7 separate regions of the Mus musculus genome follow, and regions 1, 2, 3, 5, 6 and 7 are each linked to region 4. Evidence: chromatin contacts called from public HiCAR-type and promoter capture Hi-C data. All regions are on one chromosome and are shown on one strand. Each heading gives the region's core, a stretch centred on a gene start, on an enhancer-like site or on the middle of the called end of the contact. The rest is flanking DNA. Distances are from core to core; before and after follow the strand shown.

Region 1 (2,798 bases), core at 66-2,565, 2.9 Mb before region 4:
AAGTCTGCGCAGTGCTACTCGCTGCGCTATTTCAGTTCCTGATCCTGCGGTGGGGTGGAGAAAAGGGGATTTCTTGGTGTTTCGAAATATGACGGGCTAGCTTCACAGAGTTGAATATTCGAGCTATCCTGGATACGTTGGCTAGGAAGTCCCCTCACCCACCCCCGCCGGCGGTTCGAGGTGGCAGCCGAAAGTGGTTATCTTCCTCCACCTCTTACCGTCTCTGGAAAAATTAAAAAGAAAGAAAGAAAGAAAAAAACACACCCGAAAACACCAACCAAAGTGCTTAGTGAATCAGAATGGGTCACTTATGGAGGCTAAGAGCAGCTGGGGCAGCAAGATCTGTCCCCGCGGTGCGCAAACCGCGGACTCTGGGGCGATGGCGGCCGGGTCAGGCCACCCCAGAGCGGCCAGGCGGGGCTGCTCACCGGCAGCTGGCAGGGCGGCCGCGGCGGGAGGCCCCACGGGGGCGAGAGGCCCCGCGACGTCGGCACTGGGCGGGGGGAGGGTGGCAACACTGGGAGCGGGGAGCACGGGGGCAGGTGGTGGCGCTGCGGGGGGGGGGGCGGTGGCAGCGCGGGGGCGTCTGCGCGGCGGGCTCAGCCCGGGGGTCGCGGCGGGGAGCCACCCGCAGGCCACCTCCGGGGCGGGGCCGGGCGGCCAGCTGCGGCCGCGGGGGTTGAGGGGGGCTGCTGGCCGAGCCTGACCTCGGGCGCGGCCAGCTGCCGGGGTCGCGCACAGTGCAGCCCGCCGCGCCCTGCCCCCTCTCCCCCTTCTCACCCCCCCCGCCTCGCAGCGCGGCGGCCCGGCGGCCAGGGCGCCCCCAGGTCTGGCCCGTCGCCACACGGCGGCGGGCGTGGCGAGGGCGGCCCCAGACAGCCGGCTGAGCGACTCGAGGAAGGAAGGAGGGCGGCGGGGGTGGGGCCGAGGGAACATCCTGTCTGAGCCGGGCACCGCAGACAGCGCCGTGCGCCAGCCGCCCAGACGGCGCGCCGGGCCAGCAGCGCGGGGTACGCGCGAGGGGGGCGGGGGAGCGGGAGCACGCGCGTGCGCGGCCGAGGCGCCAGGCGCGCGCCCCGGTCGGGGCTGGGGACGCGCGCGCAGCCTGCAGTGTGCAGCCCGCCGGGAGCCACAATAGGCCAGACGGCGCGCGCGCCCGAGGGGCTGGCTGGCGCGGGGCCGCGCGGCGCCGCTGGCTTCGTTCCCTCCCCTCCCCCGCCCGCCGCCCTCGCTGTCCCCCGGGCGGCCGGAGACGGCGGCGGCGTCTGCGGGAAGCCGTGTCTCCGCAGTGACGTGGGCGGGCCGCGGGCCGGGTGACGTCAGAGGCTGTGTGTAGCGATGTGTGTGGGGTTCGGAGCGGCGCCGGCACAGCGAAGGCGGCTGGCGAGCGACGGCGACGGCGACGGCGGGCACAGGTGCGGCCGCAGGTCGCGAGGGGACGCGAGGGGCGTGCGGCCTCTGGGGGCGCTGAGGCGGCGGCGGCGGGGGTGATGGGGAGGGCACAGAGCCCGGGGGTCTGCCCGGGCGCGGAGGGCCTGAGTGGGGCGTCCGGGATGCGTGGGGGTCCCGGGCGGGGTCGCGGGCACAGGGCGCGCGGCGGGGGTCCCACGGGTGTACAGGCCTCGCGGATTCTGGGACGGGTCAGCTGGGAGGGGATGGCGGTGCACTTGACCCGAGCCGCCGGGACCCAGGAGACCTGGACCCTGGTCATCGCCGCCATCCCCCGGCCGTCTGCGCTCGGCGGGGATGCCCCGGGCTGGCCCCAGCTCTAAGCGTCCGGCGACGCGGGCTTCCGGGCTTGGCGCCTAACCTGCCCGCGCCCCTGTGGGTGCCACGGCTCAGGGTGGGTCAAGTGGGGGGAGGCGCAGCCCTGGGGCGCCTAGGTAACCCTAGAGAACTTCCCGCGGGCCGGGGGCGTGGGGTATTTCCACCGGCGGCCCCCGCAGTGGGGCGATGTGGGGAGGGCACTTAGGGTGATCCCAGTCACAGAGGTGGGGGTTGGGAGGACTCCTACTTCCTCTGCCCCCTCTCACCTCACCAGACGCCGGGAGTCCCCTGCTTCCCTGTCCTTTGGGTTGATGATGAGTGGGTGTCTCTGCGTGTGCGCAGGGCTGTGGGGGCGCCCCTGGTCTAGGTCATGCCTTCTGCCCTTTTCCTTGGCTCGCCTTGGCTGAGGTGTCCCTGTAGTGGCGAAAGTCACAGTACGGTGGCTAGGTGGCTTTCGTCCATAATTCTCTGGGTTTGTGTTAACATAAATTGCTGGGAGTTTAGAAGCAAAGCTTTTTATTTGTCGGCTTTTACTGGGTTTTCTCCAGGGAGGGAAGTGGATGAATACTCTTTTTCGCCACTCTGCCTCCATTTGCATTCTTTGTGAGGTCTGTCTGCCTTGTGCTTTTTGTCCCGGATTAGTCTTGCTCATGGATGGAGATTTCCAGGCGTGGAGTCTTACAGCTTTTGGCTTCCATTAGGCAAATTCGCTAACCTTTTAAAGGGAAAGTTTTTTTTTCTTCTTCATTCCAAAAAGATAGTATGTATGAATGTACTTGAAGTTTAGTTGCATATGGTAGGTATATTAACATGTATCTTGGGGGGTGGGGAGACCAGAAACTACAGGTTTTTTTTTTTTTTTTTTCTAACGAGAAAGGATTGTTTTTTAAAATTTAAATGGCATGCATAGTTGAGAAAGCCTCTGGTACTGAGGTTTGGTTATTCGTATTCTAAATTTGTGTACTCGTCCTTGTTTGGAGAGGCATTATTTAATGCTTCTGTTACCCACCGTCTGGACTGCTTCCTATTTA
Region 2 (2,700 bases), core at 102-2,601, 2.5 Mb after region 4:
TGACCAAAGATGATCTTTCACTCCTGATCCTCCTGCCTCTACCTCCCAAGATGTGGGATTCCAGGTATAACCACTTTGCCTCAGGGCGGAATATTTTAGGTATGATAACTTCTTCACATGACCAGCTTTGAAAAATTACTACATACGCTGGGCGGTGGTGGTGAAGGCTTTTAGTTCTAGCCCTCAGCAGAGGCAGTCTGTGAGTTCGAGGCCAGCCAAGGCAACACAGAGGAACCCTAGCTTGGAAAACAAAACAAAACAAAACAAAAATCAACTTTTCTTTGCTACAGTCTTGAAAAATACTAAGAGATCTCCTAAAACAATGACAACAACAAAAACCTATTCGGAAGTCAACTTCTGAAAGAATCCCAAGGCAAATTCAATTCAGAACTCGTTTTGCCAGTTCATTACTTTGGAAACCCAGCTTTTTGGTTCACTGCCTTTAGCAGAAAAAGAGAAAGAAAAGGCACAGTCGGTTCCTGTTAAATAAGTTGCGCCTTGCGCTGGAAAAAGCTCCCCTGAAGCACCATGGAGATTGCCCACGCACACCCAGTATTCAAACACAGGAAACTGCGGGAAAAATAAAAAAATAGGGGAAGCCAAAGGGCGTTCTCCTCACATGACCAAGAGAACTGTTCCTGCTCCGGATCTAATTTTGGCAACTCTGGATTTGGGGCGGCCTGATTCACATGCACCGGGGAGAAACACCGGCTGGTTCCGGACACTCCGGGGCGAGGGAGAAAACAGGAGAGCGCACACGGAGGGGGACACCCAAGAGGTCACAGAGAGGACACAGAGCGGGACACAGATGGGAAAGGCGAAAACCAAGAGACTGCGAAGGCAGCTGCCTTCAGAGAGGGTCCCGATCGCCCTGGTCGCGGTCACACGGCTTACCATGATGCTGTCGGTCAGGAGTGGACTGGAGCTGCAGGGAGAGGGGAAAAGAGAGACAGGGTCACTGGAGCTCTGGTCCCCTGACCCCAAAAGGGCCCTGAGCCCTTGGTGGAGGAGTCGCTCCCGGGACTACGGCCACTTACCAGGCAGTAGAGCGCAGGCTGCGGGTGAGAGCAGGACCGATGCACACGCCAAAGGACAAGGCAGTACTCTTCACAACTCCGTGCAACGGAAACGCCCTGGGCAGCCCAGCCTAGCCCGACCTGGCCCCGCCACGCCACGCCCCTGCCAAGATCACACACCCACCAGGGTCCCGCCCCCAGAGACGCTGCACTATAAGCCCCGCCTTGTCCCAGGCAGCTGCCACATCCCTGGATACGGTACTTTCCTCAGACAAGGCCACCCCCCTACCATGGCCACCTCCCTAATTAGGTCCCAGCCCGGGCCGCGCCCCCATCAGGACACGCCCTGCCACGTCCTAGCCTCTATGCTCCTGCGCCTGCGTGGGGCTTTTCGCTCACTCTTCGCTACGCTGGAGGCGCTGCAGGCCCAGGGGTCTGGGTGTGTCTAGAGAGTTAGGGACTGTCACAGCGGCACCTCACAGCGTCTTGCACCGCACTCTAAGCATGGGACAGTGAGGACCTTTTCCAGACTGCTTTCCAAGTGTTTCGTGCTAGTGTTTGCCTCTGGATGTCCGTGTAGCTGATGGGCAGCTCTTTTAAGAGCTGTACCTGGCAGTGTCAAAGCCTCAGAGCGGAAATGGTTTCACTTCCAAACTCAGCCTGTAACTTCAAAGACCCCAGGTGCAAGGTGACTAAGATGGAGCTTCCCCGCCCCCCCCCCGCCCGCCCCCAGGCCTAAAGACGCTGCAAAAGGATCGCGGATGTTCTAGAAGGATCAAAATCAGGTTTTTGAGCAAGAAGAAGCTAACCGAGGGTGGGGGTTGGGGGAGCCTTGCCACATGCTGAGTCTGGCCCTGATAGGTAGACTGATGGTTTTCTGGAAAAGCAGACAAAACTGCCGCTGAGGAGGGGAAGCCTGCCATTTTCCCTTGTGTACCCTTGTCCTATTGCTTTTCCTGTTCATGCGCCCCCTTCTCTGGGGACCTAGCCGCTCCCACAGCCTTAGACATTCCAGCACCTCTCCCAGGGAATTGTAATTTCTAGACTACTTTGGTTTTTGTTTTGTTTTGTTTTGTTTGCCTACACTAAGGGATCCTCTCACTTGACCCTTCAAGTACGGTTATGACTTCGATGCAACCATTTCCCTGCCTCCTCGCCCCCGCATTCCTTTAAGGCCCACCTATCTCTCAGTCGCTCACACTTATCTACTTTCTTTCTACTAGCATCTCCTTCAGTCTTTGACCTAAGTATTTTTTTTTCTTACATCTACTCAACTCCGTGTCCTCCTTCTCTGGAGTTAAGACCGCAGAAGCCTGTTTAACAGTGCTGTGGAAAACTGCCTTACGGCTGGCAGTGACTAGTGATCCGCCCTGCAGCCAAGGAGTAACATAAATTATTAGACCCAGACCTTTGATCTTCCCCAGCAAATGTTGCCTTTACATCCTATTACAATTAGCTTATTCACCTGGACCCCAGTCTGGAGGAGCAAGCTGACTTTCCGTGTTGAAAGGCAGAGCTCATGCATGAGAGGGCAGAGGAACACTATTTCCCAAGAAGGCTTTTCAGAAGCCTTTCCTACTAGAGGGAAGGAAGCCTGACTGAATGCTATTGAGTGTTCTGAGCACCTAGGAGACATTCATAAAATGGCCTACCTTAATATTCTAAATATAGCGTAGCACTGAGG
Region 3 (2,700 bases), core at 193-2,692, 2.6 Mb after region 4:
GGATGGCAACGTGAGCCTGCCCTTTGAGAGGCAGGAGAAGGCGGAGAAGGCAGCATCTACAGCACCTTTTGTGTAGCCCTTTGTCTTGAGGTAGGAAGCAACTTCATAGTTTTCTGAGAGGTCACTCCGACCTAAGGAAACAGAACAGCCAGCTAGTTGCTTTCTACATGCTGTAATTTGAACATCCGAAAGTGGATGCTTTCGGACATGCTGTAATTTGAAGTTCTTACATTGATAATTTAAGAAGAACAGACCACATCATGGGAGTTTTAGTTTTTTTCAGTTTTAGGTTTTTTTTTTTCTCACTGAAATGTATATTCTTATCAGTTAACTTTCATTTTGATGAAATATGTCAGAGAAGGTCGGAATACAGGAAACAATCCAAAACGTTTAAAATATATATATAATCGTGTAACATTACTGGCAAGGAGCTTCAGAAAATATCTTCAGAAGCCCTTCCTATTAGTGATGGGAAATAGGGGACTTCCGCTGAAATAACATACCTGCTGACATCCTAAGATTCCAGTGAAACTGACCATGACTATTTACAAAAGGCACAGCGAGGAAAAACAGCATGACTTGTTCATCAAAGGTGACTGTCACCAGAACTTAAAAACAACCAATCATGAGAAAACCTGCTTGGTGCATGTATAACTATTCTGAATTTTTAGGCACGCTGCTACAGTTTTAAGCAATCCATTTAGTTTAACATTGTCAAGTGCTTTGAACCATAGCTTGGGGAAGTTGGACTTGGAGATTGTAGGTCCTATCCATCCAAGCTAAAGATGAGAACCCAAACTGGGAATCACAGAGATGGTGACTAATTGGACAGATCCAAGAGATATTGTCAGGGTGTAGCTTCCATAAAATACTAAAGAGAACTATCTGGCCCAACGCCCTGGGGAACTAAGTGGATGTTTATACCACGAAGAACTTCTTAAGAGATGGGTAGGAGGGATAAGAAGCCATGCACCACAGGGATGCCCGCTCTGGAGTCCGGCGCTTTGATTCAAACAGCAACTGCATGATTTGTTACTACGGGGCCAAGTATTTACCTTCTCTGGGCTCCTAATTCTTCATTTGCACTAACTACCTTAGTGGCAAATTTTTGTGATGATTTAGTCAGTTCATTAGGGCTGTGATGGTTCATTGAAATCTGGCTGGTGTGGTCAGGCCCAGTGGGAGTGACAGGGCGGTCGAGACCACTGGGAGCGGCTGGGACACCCCCAGGACCCGGGCCTGGAGGGACCGGGGCTTCCCCAGGCCCGCGTCCACCCACGAGGGCGCCCGCCAATCGGTTTACCTGGAGGTAGTCTGCCCGGCTTAACGTCAGATCCATGGCGGCCGCACGGAGAGGCGGGACCCGCTGTGGAAGCCTTCCCTCGGAGAGCCCACCACTAGACTGACGAGCCGGCCTGCGTCAGGGCAGCGGCGCCCAGCAACGCGGGCTCGACACGTGACCCATCTTAGCTCACTGTGAAGCCCCGCCCTCTCCCGGGGAGCTGCACCAGGAAAGGGGGGCGGAGGGAACGGTCCTCAGACGCTGGCCGGTTTCCAAGGCAACCGGGGCGCATTCTCTGCCTCCCAGCTCTGGGCCGCTGGGCCAGCGATCTGCTTGGAGCTTCGCTGGAGCTTCGCTCATGCATGTTCCTTCAGCTCTGAATGAAACTCTGGAGAAGCGAATATTTTGTGCCTTGTTCTACTCCTGGTTCTTCATTTTAGGCTTTGTCATACAAATTTTCCCCTCAAATATTTATTTTTGTTTTGTGTGTATATGAATAGTGCCTGATGTATTAATGTGCATCACATGCGTGTTGCCTTCTAAGGAGGCCAGGGCCTTGGGACTCCCATGTGTTTGTTAAGAAACCTAATCTTGGGTCCTGTGCAAGAGCAGCAAGTGCTCTTAAAAACACTGAGCCACCTTCCAGCCTGGCACGCAAATTCTAAAACAACAACCCCCCATAAACTGTATTTATGTAGTGTGTGTGTGTGTGTGTGTGTGTGTGTGTGTGTGTGTGTGTGTGTGTGTGTGTGTTTTGGAGGTCATGTCGAAGTCTGAGTACAACTTTCAGGAGTCATTCTTTCCACCCTGAGGATCGTTGGGCTTGGTGGCAACCTGCCCATTACCTGCTGAGCCATCTTGCCAATCCTCTTCCTCCCATTCTATAACTACACTCCCCTCCCCCAGGGCCACAGTACAAGACTCTGAGTCAAACAAATCAAATCGAAACATAATAATAATACCTAAGAAATGAGTTTGAAACAATAGAATAAGCGGAGAAACTAGACAGTAACGACACAGAAAATCTGAGTAAACTCGGGAGGCAGAGGCAGGCGGATTTCTGAGTTCGAGGCCAGTCTGGTCTACAAAGTGAGTTCCAGGACAGTCAGGGCTACACAGAGAAACCCTGTCTCGAAAAACCAAAACCAAAACCAAACCAAACAAACAAACAAAAAAACCAATAGCAAGTAATGAGAAGTCACCTTAAAAAGAAAGTTCAGGACAGGCGACTTCAAACAAAAGCACCAATTCTTCCCAAACTATTTCCTAAAATTGAAAGGATGGGGCTTTTTCAAACTCTTGTAGGCCAGCATTTCCTCATACCAAACCAAAACAGGACACAAGAGAAACACACACACACACACACACACACACACACACACACACACACACACACACCCATGCACACACCCCCATGC
Region 4 (2,720 bases), core at 86-2,585:
ACACATGGGCAGTTTCCTAGAATCCAGGGAATTCAGGAGAATTGGGGAACAGCAACAAGCACAAGTGCTTTTTATTTTTACTTATTTATTGTTGTTTGTGATGAAAATGTTTTATACTGATCCTGGTGATAGACGCTGAACTGTACATTTTTAAAAGGGCTAATCTTGTATAAAGAAAATGTACTTTATACAAACCAGGTTGCTAGGGGCCAGGAGCTCACACCAGTAAAGCCAGCACTCTGGAGGCTAAGACAAGAGAATGGGAGGTAAATCGAAGGCCATCTTGGACTGCTTAGTGAGACTTGTCTCAGAGTAACAGGTAACCGTGGGGGAACTGAGCCTGTTAGCCCAACTGGCACCTGGAGGTGGGAGGCAGGGTGGTCAATTTGAGCTCCAAATAAAGGAAAGACAAATACATCATGCGTCGCTGAAAAGTTATGTAAAGATGCACATACAAATGAATTCTTTTAAGTACTATTTCCAAAAGCCTTGCTTTCAGAAGTTGGCATTAACTTATCAAACTAAGTATGAGTGCCACAAAGCTTCTAGAACTGGTGGCGTTTCTGGTAAAGTCACACAACACAAAACCCAATAGGTTCTTGGATCCTCTTTGCAAAACTTCCCACGTGTAACCTATCAGGGGTGGGAGGAATACACTTTCCCATTGTTTAAAATTTTTTAAAAGTAATGCCAGCACTCCGATGGCCAGAGGCAGAAGCAGTTCTGTGGGTTCAAGGCCACCCAGGGGTAGAGAACTGTGTCTCAAACAGGATCCCCCCACAAAATTAGCCTAGGTTTCCCGAGCCTTTAATAACGTATTAAGGTAACCGTGCTCGGTCGGTGACAGGTGAGTGAGCTGCCTTCGCGCGAGGCGAGGCCTGAGAACTGCGTGAGGCTCGGGGGAAGCCCCGAGTCCCGGGTTCGTCCTGGGAAAGGCTCTTCAAGGGGACGGCCCGAGGCTCCAGAGGGAAGGCTCCATGAGGGCAAACCTGAGAGTGTCGGCCGGCCATGCGCTCTGGCCGAGCCCGAGCGCCCGCCAGGCCGCGCTTCCTGACGGGAAGAGCCCGTAGGGAGCGTCGCCGGCCGCGCGGATCCTGGGGCGAGGGTGGCGCGCCGGGCGGGTCCGCCTCACTCATTGTGCGCGAGGCGGGCCGCGCGGGCGTGGGCGTGGGCGGACCGGCCTGCCGCTGGGTAGCCGCCCAAGGACCCGCGCAGAGCGGCGCCGCTAGCGGAGAGCCCGGGAGCGGGCCGGGAGCGTCCCGCCCTCCCGCCCGCCCGCCCCTCCCCCGCGACGCTCGCCCCTCCCCCCTCCTCCCCTCGCGTTGGAAAGTTTCTAGAATCTCTTCCCAGCAGCCTTTGCGGTTCCAACATGGCGGAGCTGACGGTGGAGGTTCGCGGCTCCAACGGGGCTTTCTACAAGGTACGGGCCGCGGGGCGGCCGGGGATGGGAGCTGGGCACTGGGAGCGGGGTCAAGGGGCGCCGGGGACCCCGGGGGCCGAGGAGAGGTGTCAGGTGGTGGCGGGGGAGGCAGCTGGGCCGTGCTGCTGGCCTCTGCCCTCGGCGCGGTTTAACGGTCTCGGGGCCCAGGCTCCGTTATGTTTGGAAACAAGGCGGCGGGTGCTGGCTTGCCTCCTGTCCCGGAGCGTCCTGGGTCGAGGCCTCCGGGACGCGGGCGGGCGGGCGGGCTGGAGCGGCGGGCTGTGGTGCGGGCGCGCCGCCGAGGCCTGGCGGGGTGGGGGGCGCGGACGGGCGGACTGAGGGACGGACTGAGGCGGGCAGCTCACTGCGACCCCGCGGCGGCGGCCGGGCCCGCCAGGCTCCTCTCCGCCCGCCCGCCCTCCCGCCCGCGGCATGAATGGCTGACTCCCCGGCCTACCCCGGCTTGTGCTGCCCCGGGGGCCCTGCGAACCCACGGCGCCCGCCCGCCCGCGTGGAAACCCGGACGGGCGGCGGGCCCTGGTGGCCGCGGCCTGGGGAGCGGGCGGCCCCTTCGCCCCTCGGCCCGGGAGAAATGCGAATTCCGAAGGAAGGGTTCAAAGGTGACCCGAGGCCAGGCGGCAGGTGGGAGGGACGCGTGTCTTCCCAGCCCCTGGGAAGGTGGGTTTTTTGTTTTTTGTTTTTGCTTTTTAAGTCCTCTTCCACGAGGTTCTTTTTGTTTCCTTTGAGAAGAGGCCATGCATTGCCGTGGAGGCTGGCCTCGGAGACAGAGGGAGGATTCTAGAGTGGAGGAATTTGTAAGGCGCTTGCTTCTATTGGAAAAGGGGGAGGGGGCACCAAGCAGAACACGAAGGCTGAACAGTTTTTCCATAGTAACGGCCCCTTCTCCTTATTTTTTTTTCTCCCCAAAGTGTGCGAGAATCTTAACAAATCAACACAAAACCTTCTCAGCTGTTGTCTGTCAGTCATTCTCCAAGCCAGCATCTCAGATGTTTGAGAGTCTTGGCTATTTTTATGAAGGCTCTCTTCTAGTACATGAGTATTGTATGTACTTAAAATGGTTTCTCACAGGTTTTCATTTCAATGGCTCCTTTATTCCAGAGGATTTTATTTGGTATTAACGATTTCCTAATTTTTCAGTGTTTTGCTTTTCCCTTTCTAGCTTGCTTATTAGCTGTATGGAGGTGATTTGTCACGTGGTAATAATATAGGCAGTAGCTCATTGACAAAGAATGATAAGTATACTTTTTTAAATTTTGTTTTGTAAATTTTGATTGTAAAA
Region 5 (2,773 bases), core at 153-2,652, 2.8 Mb after region 4:
TGGTTTTTGTTATGAAATTCTTTTTTTTTTTTTTCTTTTTGATGTAGCTCAGGCTGGTCCAGAAGTTTCTCTATTGGTCTCAAACCCAGGCTTTTCCAATGTGCTGGGATGCTATGCATACTTTAGCTATGTCCAGCTAGAGAAGTTCACATTGTATTTGCTGGAGGCAGTTTTTTTTTCTTTTTCTTTTTCTGACACCATCTGCATTTTTCACATGCTGGTGAAAAGTCAAAGTAGGGGGAAGGTTCAAGAGCCAGGAAGTGTTGCTATGTAAATTTCCTGAGCCACCCTGAACTCTTTGCTTAATCATCTTCCCAGGGTTAGAGGCCCTTGGAATAGAAAAGCTCTACGATGAATAACTCATCTTGAAGATGTCATCTCTTTTACACCTGTAGCTCAGGGTGGCTCTTCCTCAGGGGATAAGAAGAAAGGAGACAAGTAAGTGTTCAGATTCTCCAATTCCTCACTCACTGTAGAGGAAGTCTGCTGTGAATTATACTTCTCTTCTTGCTATCCTAAGATCTTCTTATCTCTGGAGCAATTTAGTTTCAGTTTTGTTTTGTTTTGGGGAAACTGAATCATATCTCAGTCACTTCTAGTTCAAAGAACTCTTGCTAAGACTTTATTTATTTATTTATTATATCTGGCTTCACATCTGTTTAAAAGTGGATGCTCCCACCCCCAAGTGGAAATGTTGAGTGACCTGAACTCTTAGAACCAGAGGCTTAGATATTGACAGGTAGTGTAGAGAATGTACTGGAAGCTGTGGCGCTGGGGCTCAAATCCTAGATCTCTAAACTGACAAAGTACTTCAACTTCCTGAGCCTTAGGTTTTAATTTGTGAAAAATTAAAATATTTGGTTAATTTCCTAGGTCAGTGTTTCATACATCAAATGCATCTTCTGTGAGATGCATGCCATAGCTAGCAGACTCTCCTTTTTCTGGCTTCCTTTTCCTACGTTGATTATACTGTCTACATTATCAGGACGATGTTTACAACCCCCACGCCACAATTGGAATCTGGAACAAGGTAGTTTTCAAATCAGTAGTGACCTGTGTCTCTCAGACTAGGCTACGCCCTGTGGACATGGCCCCGCCCCTCTGCTCAGGCCTGTTCTCTTGTAAAAACAGGATTCGCCTCTAGGCACAGGTTCCAACTTTAGTCTTTAGTTTGGTCCTGAAGCTCAGGCTTTGCCCCATTGACCTAGATCTCATCCCTAGGGCCTAAGCCCTGTCCTCTGCCCCGGCCTTCCAAGGCCCCGCCTCCGCCCCGGCCCGCCCCGCCCCGGCCCCGCCCCCGGCCCAAGCGGCGCTTCTCCGTTCGGGCCTGGTGCCAGTGAGGGGCGGGGCTAACTCGGTTCTTGGGCGGGGCCAGAGTGGCGTACACGGAGGCGCTGGCGCCTTGACGTGATACGCTGCCAGTTGACGCAGCTGCGGTGCCGCTGGCCTCCACTCCTGCCTCGGCTCTACTCCTCCGCCCCATGGGTGTCCGAGGCGGCGGGCCGAGCTGGACGTGCTACAGGCTGAGGGTGTAAGCATCAGCGGAGGTCCCGACTCGGGGCTGTTGTGCTGTCAAGTGAGAGGAGCTCGAGAGGCTGCGCGCGGTGAGGGCTGGGAGGTGGCGAGGTGGGCAGCGCCTTTCCGGGTGAGTCTGGAAGGTTTGCGGGGTCGCGGCTGTGGCGCGGGCCTGGGGGTCGGAGGTCGGAGGTCGGAGGTTAAGGTGGAGGCCTAGCAGGCCCTGACAGCCGGGTGCTGGGGTTGCGGGCGGGGGGGGCGGGCGCGCGGACCTGGCGGGGTGGGCAGGGCCGAGCGCCCCGGGTTGGCTCGGCCCTCGTCTGGTAGGGCATACCTGAGTGGACACCTCTCCTGCCAGAGGAAGGTCCACAAGGGTTATCTTCCATCCGGGGAATATTAGATTTCTTCCTTCCTCGCCCCATCGGTTGTGGTGTTGACAGTGGGATGTCCGGTAAAGGGGACGAATTCTTGTAAATTTCCTCTGAGCAGTCATGGGTTCTGGAACGGAGAAAGTAGGTTTCAGGTGGTTTCGCGTTGCTGCTTTCATCCCGTGCATGACAACGAAGCAGATTTAATCTGACAAGTATAAAAGTGGATGAGTTAGTCAGAATATTTGACTTAGCAATGACTGCTATGTGCTATTTTAATATGCGCTCATACAGTTTGTAACAAAAAGGTGAAGCCTTTCCCCACTTTGTAGCTGAGAACCTTGGAACAGAACTGTTTCAAACCTGACTTTCTCACTTTATGGCCCCTCAGTTAGCATGCCACCCCCCCCCCATTACTCAAATGCCTTAAAAGTTTGCAAGGCAAGTGCCCTGTGATAAAATGTGCCAGGTGCCCAGAGTAGAGAGGAAATGAAGGCACAGTTCTTTCCAGCAGACTCGGTGTCAGTAGAAACATTCTTTCAAGGCTGCACTTTTAAGTGTGCCTCGCAGGTAGAACGTCACCATTAGCATCCTGACTCCTACCTCGTGGACTCCTATGTTTCTTTTACATATAAAGTGGTTCTTAAATTATTTTAGTCTTATTTGAGGTGTAGGAATGTAACATTGGACCAAATACTGAAGAGTTTCCTGGTGTGTTTAAATAATTTAGTTTGAAACGGTTGCTCTACCAACAAAGTTAGGATACCTTTTCTAATTGATTGATATGCTGGTCTTTTCAGACTTGTTAAGATGAAGCGCTGCAGAAGGACCTTCAGAAGAGGAAAGATAAACAACATTGAAGATTAAAAAACTAAACAAAATAAAACAAG
Region 6 (2,700 bases), core at 30-2,529, 2.6 Mb after region 4:
TCCTGATGCAGCGAGAGCAGGGCTGAGCCCGCATCGCGACCCGAATGCCTCGAGGTGCCCGGCATCGCGGCTCCGGTCCGGTTCTGTCGGCGGCAGAGCGTGCACAGCGCCCGCCGCTCCGGAGCAGCGCGGGACCCTGGCGGCCGACCCGCGGAGCAGAGGCTGCAGGCGGGAGGAGCGTAGAGCCCAGGAGCCGCGAGCTGCGCGCCGCCCGCCGGCTGCTGGTCTTGTAGTTCAAGTAGCCCGCGACTATTGAAATAAACCAATGAGGGCGTCCGGAGTCCGTGACGTCACCAGAAGCGCCGGTCGCCGCGAGCGAAGGCCCGACGGGAATCTTACAGGGCGGGAGCCTGAGGACGCGCCTGCGCAGAGGAGGGCGGGGCGGGCGGCCGCTTTCGGCCGATCTCTGCTGCTCAGTGGATCTGTAGCCTCATAGGATCCTGCCGGAGCCGCTGGGCGGTCCAGACAAGCCCTCGGGGCCTCGAGGTGTCGGCCTTCGCCTCAGCTAAGGGGTGAAGCGCCTTCTCCTGGTCGCTGGGTGGCGCCTAGGCAGGAGCGTATGGATCTGAATGACAAACTGCCCCGTCCTGGGTACACTACTCCTTTCTCTTTCTCTGTGATGCTGCCATACAACATAGGGAAACGCTGGAACTTTTACTGTTTACTATTGTTTCACCTCTCCTGTATATCATTTGTTTGTTGTTTGATTTTGAGGCAGGGTCTCATAATGCTGTCCCAATTGTCCTGTGACTCACTGATATCCGTTATCAGAGCTCACTGATCTGGGATTAAAGGCGTGTCTCTATGCCCCGCATTCCAGTAAACTACCCCACCCCCACCCCCAATTAAAGATGGGTTAATTTAAAATGCCAACATGAGCTATTGTTGATAACAAGTGGTGTACTACAAGAAATTCAGCTGTCCATTAATTTTGCTAATCCTTGGTTGTGACATCAGACCATGAAGTTCCACTGACCCAAATAGATATTACATTTAGAAATGAAGTGCATTGTGGTACATACCTTTAATCCCAGAGTTTCAGATCTCTGAATTCAAGTTAGTCCAAGTCAGCTATGTAGTGAGATGATGTCTCAAAAGTAGAAAAAAAGTGTTCATAAGAAAACCGGGCAGCCAGGAGGCGATGGCCAAGCCTTTTCCGGGCATCTCAGGAGGCAGAGGCAGGTGGATCTCTTGAGTGCAAGGCCAGCCTGGACTGCAGAGTTAGTTCCAGGTCAGCTACACAAAGAAATCCTGTCTTGAGAAACCCTGTCTCGAAAAACAAAACAAAACAAAAACCACAAAAAAAAAAAAAAAAACCAACCCAAACACACACACACAGAGAAATATATACAAAACCTAAATAAATATATAAAGACACAAGTATATTACCTTAAATGTTCACATTTAATAGTTAAGAATCATACATAAAATATAATAAAATGTAATCATTGTTTTCATAACTACCCTTTGAAAACAAAAGACAGCTTATTTGCTCTTATTTAATAGTATTCTAAAACTTTCAATGCAATATTCCCCTGAAATGAATGACTAAAAGATCTTCTTTTCCCCTCAAGTACACAATAAAAAGGACTTTCATGGGTACTCGTAGGGGGATGCTTAGAGGCCGTCACTCTTCTGATTACATGTGGGACGTCCATCTGAGGTGCCTCGGGTCTGATCAGGCTCTGCTTGCTTCTTCGGCTGTCCTGTTGGCCTACCTTGTTTATCTTTCATGCTGCATCGAAGAAAGAAATCAGTGTGTTCTGGTCGTAGCTGTCGAGAATCTCCAGGAGCATGGGTACTTTGGTTTTTACATTAGTGCCTTTGAACTTAAATTTATCTATAAAAAGATCAGTAATCATACCTACGAAGAAAAATATTATTTCTTGTTATTGATTAGTTCTTTTAACAATGCATGTGGCATTCTCTCACCACCTGAGACTCCATTATTCAACACATACAAGCCTGGAAGAGGTTGGTGTTTTTAAAAACAGATGTGTATGTGGAGAAGGTTTGAAGCAACTTTCAAGACATAAATATTTGATAACCTTCTAACAATGGGTTGCAACTGCTGACCTAGACAAGCCACTGGTCGCGATTCTGAATCTGTGTCGGTGCACCCTGCATCCCAGCGACTGACTGCTGCTGCATCAGGAAGAACGTCTGAACTGAAGCACTTCACCCATGGGCTTACTGGGTGCAGAGGTCTGGGAAATTACTGCACCTTTGAGTTTTCAAGATGTAACACAGAGACAACTCAAGTTGTCTATTATTTATACAAGACCCTTGAAAAAAAGTATATTTTAGGAAGAGAAAAAGAATATACCATTGATACTTTTTATATTGGTCCAATGAGACTGAGTGCTGATATCTGCTAACAAAATGGCAATGCTTTTACAATAAACAGGTGAATACTTGCACTCAGTGGGATTTAAAAAAAAAATAGAAAAAGCTTCGTGTCAGTTTAAATCAGGTTTTATCATGAAGTCAATCAGATTAAGACAATTTGCTGGTAAATGATTTACAAAGGTAAACTTTGGTTTTCAAAGCTGCTTCCTAGATTTTGGAATCACAGATGAGAGACGGTAGATCTGCAACACCATCATGTAAGGATATTTTAAGAGACCCTGTGCTTGCCGAATAGTGAACACTCAGATATCAGTACTGTTCATCTGTGAGAAAGTCTTGGGTGCATAATAA
Region 7 (2,853 bases), core at 241-2,740, 2.5 Mb after region 4:
ACCAACAGTTCTTAACTCTAAGGCACGTCTCCAGCCCATAAACCAAACATTTTAACACAGTAGAATTCAAAGGTATACTGATTTAGTACACGCTGAAGAATAATGGTAGAAAAACATTAACTTCTTTGTTTTCCATAATTAAACCATTATATTTACGAGAGGAAAAAAAATCCAGAAAAATAGAAGATGTATGCTCAGGATCACCTAGTGAGATGCTTGGAAGGCACTACCCTGTGCTGTCTTCTCTGGATTTGAAGCATCTGATTCAAGGAAACTTTTCTCTTTCTGTTCTGTGAACTGAGGGGGCAACGGGAAAAGCAGCTGGGGCAGCTGAGAGCGGTGATGCATACGCAGCTGTGCAGTCTGGCGGCCACGCTGAGACAATGGCAAGGCCGGGCAGCTGGACAGCCGAGGAAGCAGCAGCTGAATAGTTCAAAAGCAGCCGGGACTGGAAGAAAGGCAGCACAGAAAAGGGACAGCTGGAGAGAACAGAGAGCAAGACCAGAAACTACAGTCCTGACAACTGGAACGTTTCAGAGTTGTTAAATCTTTGGGGCCAAGGTCTCAGACCCTGGGCCAAGAGCTGTAGCATTCATTGTTGCTGCAAATCCCAAAAACTAGGTCAACCTGGAAGCTGCTAGCTAGCCATAGCCAAGAGCTGGGGGAAATCCCTATTTCCTAAACCCATGCAAGAGCTGTTACAACTTTGCAGGGTCAGGTGGATCTCTGTTAGTTCCAGTGATACACAGTGAGACTCTGTAATTAAAATAAAAAAACAATAATAAAAAAGGAGAAACAGAAGATTTGGGCACTAAAGGATCACCTACTGCTGCCTCACTCGTTGCGCAAGCTGTCAAATACCAGCTCTTGATGTGGGTGAATCAGGACACCGGCCAGCAGATGGAGGACACATGTCTGTCTGTAAAAATAAGCCTGTCGGTTTAAAATGAGATATAAGCAGTAAACGAGGTTCCAGTCAGTGACGTTACACTTCACTTGTTTTCCCGTCCTCAGGTCCCATGTGAACCACCTTTAGTCGGCTACATCCTCCCCATCCGCCCCAAGCCCTTACAAGGATTCTCCACCGATTCGCACCACCCTTCCATCTTTCTCTGACAAAAGTCAGCATCCTCAGTAGACTGTCTCTGTGGTGAAGTGCCAGGGAATCCCAATACTTAGGTCAGCCTGGAAGATGGTAGACATCCAGACCCAAGAGCTGGGGAAATCTTTGTTTCCTACCCCCAAAGCAAGAACTGTTACGACTTGTAGGGATAAGTAAGTCTCTGTTGAGTTCAGTCAGAGACAGAGTGAGATTCTGTCTCAATAAAAAACTAGGAACAGGACTGCACTGCAGATGCTAATCTCCACTGCGATGCCGGGCAGGACCAACCCGGGAAATCTTCGTTGATTTGCTACACTGCCTGTACCGGCCCCAGCGGCCCCCGATCTCTAGCCACGCCCACACCACGCCCCCGAGCCTGCGCCTGGATGACGTCGGTTTTCCGCGCCGGGAAGAAGCCGGTGTGCGGACTTGTCTCGGTGCCGTTCATCCTTTGCGTGGCCCGCCACTATGAAGGAGACGCCGCTTTCCAACTGTGAGCGCCGCTTCCTGCTCCGCGCAATTGAGGAGAAGAAGGTGCGAGGCCTGCGGTGTGAACACCGTGGCTTTGGGTGTAGACTCGGGTTGTCCGTGGATACATTGTCAGTTCGGCCTGTTGTGTGGTCGTGGTGTGGACTCGGGGGCTGCCCAGTGTGGACTCTCCCCATTCCCCAAGCCTCAGGGCAGTATTTGACCCTGACCAGTTCCTTTGAACCTTAAGCCAGCAGTATTCAGTGGCAGGGACGTTGGGAACCAGGACCACACAGACACAGTTGCCACTCATAAATATGTTAAAGCAGTAAATGGTGTTTGCTTACAGCGCCTGGACGGCAGACAGACCTATGATTACAGGAACATCAGGATCTCATTCGGAACGGATTATGGATGCTGTATTGTGGAACTGGGAAAAACAAGGTAACAGGATTCAAGTTAGATAATGCAACAGGAGGTGTGAAAATCACAACATACTGACTCGGTTGTTTACTGAGCAGCTCCGAATTCCAAACGTGCTATTCTTATTCTTATTCTTATTATTATCATTATTCTGATGAGAAATATGTTTCTTTAATGCCAGCCTTTTTTAGTTTTGTGCGCAGTTTAACTTTCAACCATTAGTGCTTTCTGTTATATGAGTATCATAGTTCCGTATGACCATTATAAATCATGTAGACAGCTAACATTGATCACACAGGTTATCTGCATGTCTCATTTTCTAGTGTGAGGAGTGTATCGATCATGTCATCAGTAAGCCTCAGTTTCCCTTTTATTCTCAAATGATGTAAGAAATAAGAGATTTCCTTTCTGTCATCCTTTTGTGTATACCAATATTTTTTATTTCTGCGTGAAATCTACTTACCCTTAAAAAAAAAAACCTTTATTATTGTGTATGTGCATTATTGTGTGTGTGTAGGCAGGTTGCTGGGTCCAGTTTACCACATTCTATATGTAATTTCTGCCTCTTATGTCACATTGTGTTGTTTAGGTTTTTGTTGTTGTTGTTGTTATTTTAGATTTCGTCACCCTTTTTTTTTTTTTTTTAATTGAAAAGAAAGTACGTTTAGTTGACTGCTTTGCACCTTTATTTTTGCAGAGTCCTTGGACAGGTTTCCTGTGAACTTGTTTCTCCGAAACTCAATAGGGCAACGGAAGGTATCCTCTTTTTTAACCTTGAGCTTTCTCAGATGGCTGCTCCAGCTTTTGAGCCTGGCAGGTATCTCACTCTTTGTTAAGTTACTTTAGCCATGGAAGAACTT

The links. Promoter capture Hi-C pulls out the DNA fragments that hold promoters and counts their contacts. HiCAR-type assays count read pairs that join an accessible place to other places. Capture Hi-C pulls out chosen DNA fragments and counts their contacts.
Region 1: a contact with region 4 is called in a promoter capture Hi-C map of pre-B cells, with 6 times the contacts expected there. The contact joins the promoter of Skil here to the promoter of Fxr1 in region 4. A contact is called at or near these places in 5 of 39 promoter capture datasets (hematopoietic stem and progenitor cells, hippocampal neurons, liver and 1 more), 1 of 484 Hi-C or Micro-C datasets (CD4 T cells), 1 of 115 datasets of contacts at active chromatin or transcription factors (thymic regulatory T cells) and 1 of 9 other capture datasets (liver).
Region 2: a promoter capture Hi-C map of pre-B cells shows a contact between it and region 4, with 9 times the contacts expected there. The contact joins the promoter of Anxa5 here to the promoter of Fxr1 in region 4. A contact is called at or near these places in 4 of 39 promoter capture datasets (liver, neutrophils and pre-B cells), 1 of 484 Hi-C or Micro-C datasets (CD4 T cells), 4 of 115 datasets of contacts at active chromatin or transcription factors (astrocytes, bone marrow-derived dendritic cells, regulatory T cell precursor and 1 more) and 2 of 9 other capture datasets (adipose tissue and liver).
Region 3: a HiCAR-type map of astrocytes shows a contact between it and region 4, with 4 times the contacts expected there. The contact joins the promoter of Bbs7 here to the promoter of Fxr1 in region 4. A contact is called at or near these places in 2 of 39 promoter capture datasets (hippocampal neurons and liver) and 1 of 115 datasets of contacts at active chromatin or transcription factors (astrocytes).
Region 5: a contact with region 4 is called in a promoter capture Hi-C map of liver, with 3 times the contacts expected there. The contact joins the promoter of 4932438A13Rik here to the promoter of Fxr1 in region 4. A contact is called at or near these places in 4 of 39 promoter capture datasets (hippocampal neurons, liver and pre-B cells), 1 of 115 datasets of contacts at active chromatin or transcription factors (astrocytes) and 1 of 9 other capture datasets (adipose tissue).
Region 6: a contact with region 4 is called in a promoter capture Hi-C map of liver, with 8 times the contacts expected there. The contact joins the promoter of Ccna2 here to the promoter of Fxr1 in region 4. A contact is called at or near these places in 8 of 39 promoter capture datasets (the C10 cell line, the HPC-7 cell line, hematopoietic stem and progenitor cells and 4 more), 1 of 484 Hi-C or Micro-C datasets (CD8 T cells), 1 of 115 datasets of contacts at active chromatin or transcription factors (pro-B cells) and 1 of 9 other capture datasets (liver).
Region 7: a contact with region 4 is called in a promoter capture Hi-C map of liver, with 8 times the contacts expected there. The contact joins the promoter of Exosc9 here to the promoter of Fxr1 in region 4. A contact is called at or near these places in 8 of 39 promoter capture datasets (the C10 cell line, the HPC-7 cell line, hematopoietic stem and progenitor cells and 4 more), 1 of 484 Hi-C or Micro-C datasets (CD4 T cells), 1 of 115 datasets of contacts at active chromatin or transcription factors (double positive thymocytes) and 2 of 9 other capture datasets (adipose tissue and liver).

What each region holds. Positions count from the first base shown.
Region 1 is chr3:31,093,743-31,096,540 of GRCm38.p6, forward strand. It overlaps Skil (SKI-like), which reads left to right and starts at 1,316. Exons shown (of 7, transcript NM_001039090.2): 1 at 1,316-1,415.
Region 2 is chr3:36,474,536-36,477,235 of GRCm38.p6, forward strand. It overlaps Anxa5 (annexin A5), which reads right to left and starts at 1,352. Exons shown (of 13, transcript NM_009673.2): 1 at 1,038-1,352; 2 at 895-925. The coding sequence starts at 897. 1810062G17Rik (RIKEN cDNA 1810062G17 gene) reads left to right here and starts at 1,402. Exons shown (of 3, transcript NM_028183.1): 1 at 1,402-1,704. The coding sequence starts at 1,600. It overlaps Mir7009 (microRNA 7009), which reads right to left and starts at 989; the gene lies at 926-989.
Region 3 is chr3:36,611,947-36,614,646 of GRCm38.p6, forward strand. Bbs7 (Bardet-Biedl syndrome 7 (human)) reads right to left here and starts at 1,443. Exons shown (of 19, transcript NM_027810.3): 1 at 1,304-1,443; 2 at 66-131. The coding sequence starts at 1,339.
Region 4 is chr3:34,018,744-34,021,463 of GRCm38.p6, forward strand. It overlaps Fxr1 (fragile X mental retardation gene 1, autosomal homolog), which reads left to right and starts at 1,336. Exons shown (of 17, transcript NM_001113188.1): 1 at 1,336-1,420. The coding sequence starts at 1,370.
Region 5 is chr3:36,861,704-36,864,476 of GRCm38.p6, forward strand. 4932438A13Rik (RIKEN cDNA 4932438A13 gene) reads left to right here and starts at 1,403. Exons shown (of 86, transcript NM_172679.2): 1 at 1,403-1,645; 2 at 2,684-2,773.
Region 6 is chr3:36,571,759-36,574,458 of GRCm38.p6, forward strand. Ccna2 (cyclin A2) reads right to left here and starts at 1,280. Exons shown (of 9, transcript NM_009828.3): 1 at 1,023-1,280; 2 at 1-545. The coding sequence starts at 65. Bbs7 (Bardet-Biedl syndrome 7 (human)) reads right to left here. Exons shown (of 19, transcript NM_027810.3): 19 at 1,385-1,864. The coding sequence ends at 1,731.
Region 7 is chr3:36,551,116-36,553,968 of GRCm38.p6, forward strand. It overlaps Exosc9 (exosome component 9), which reads left to right and starts at 1,491. Exons shown (of 12, transcript NM_019393.2): 1 at 1,491-1,636; 2 at 1,920-2,014; 3 at 2,691-2,810. The coding sequence starts at 1,571.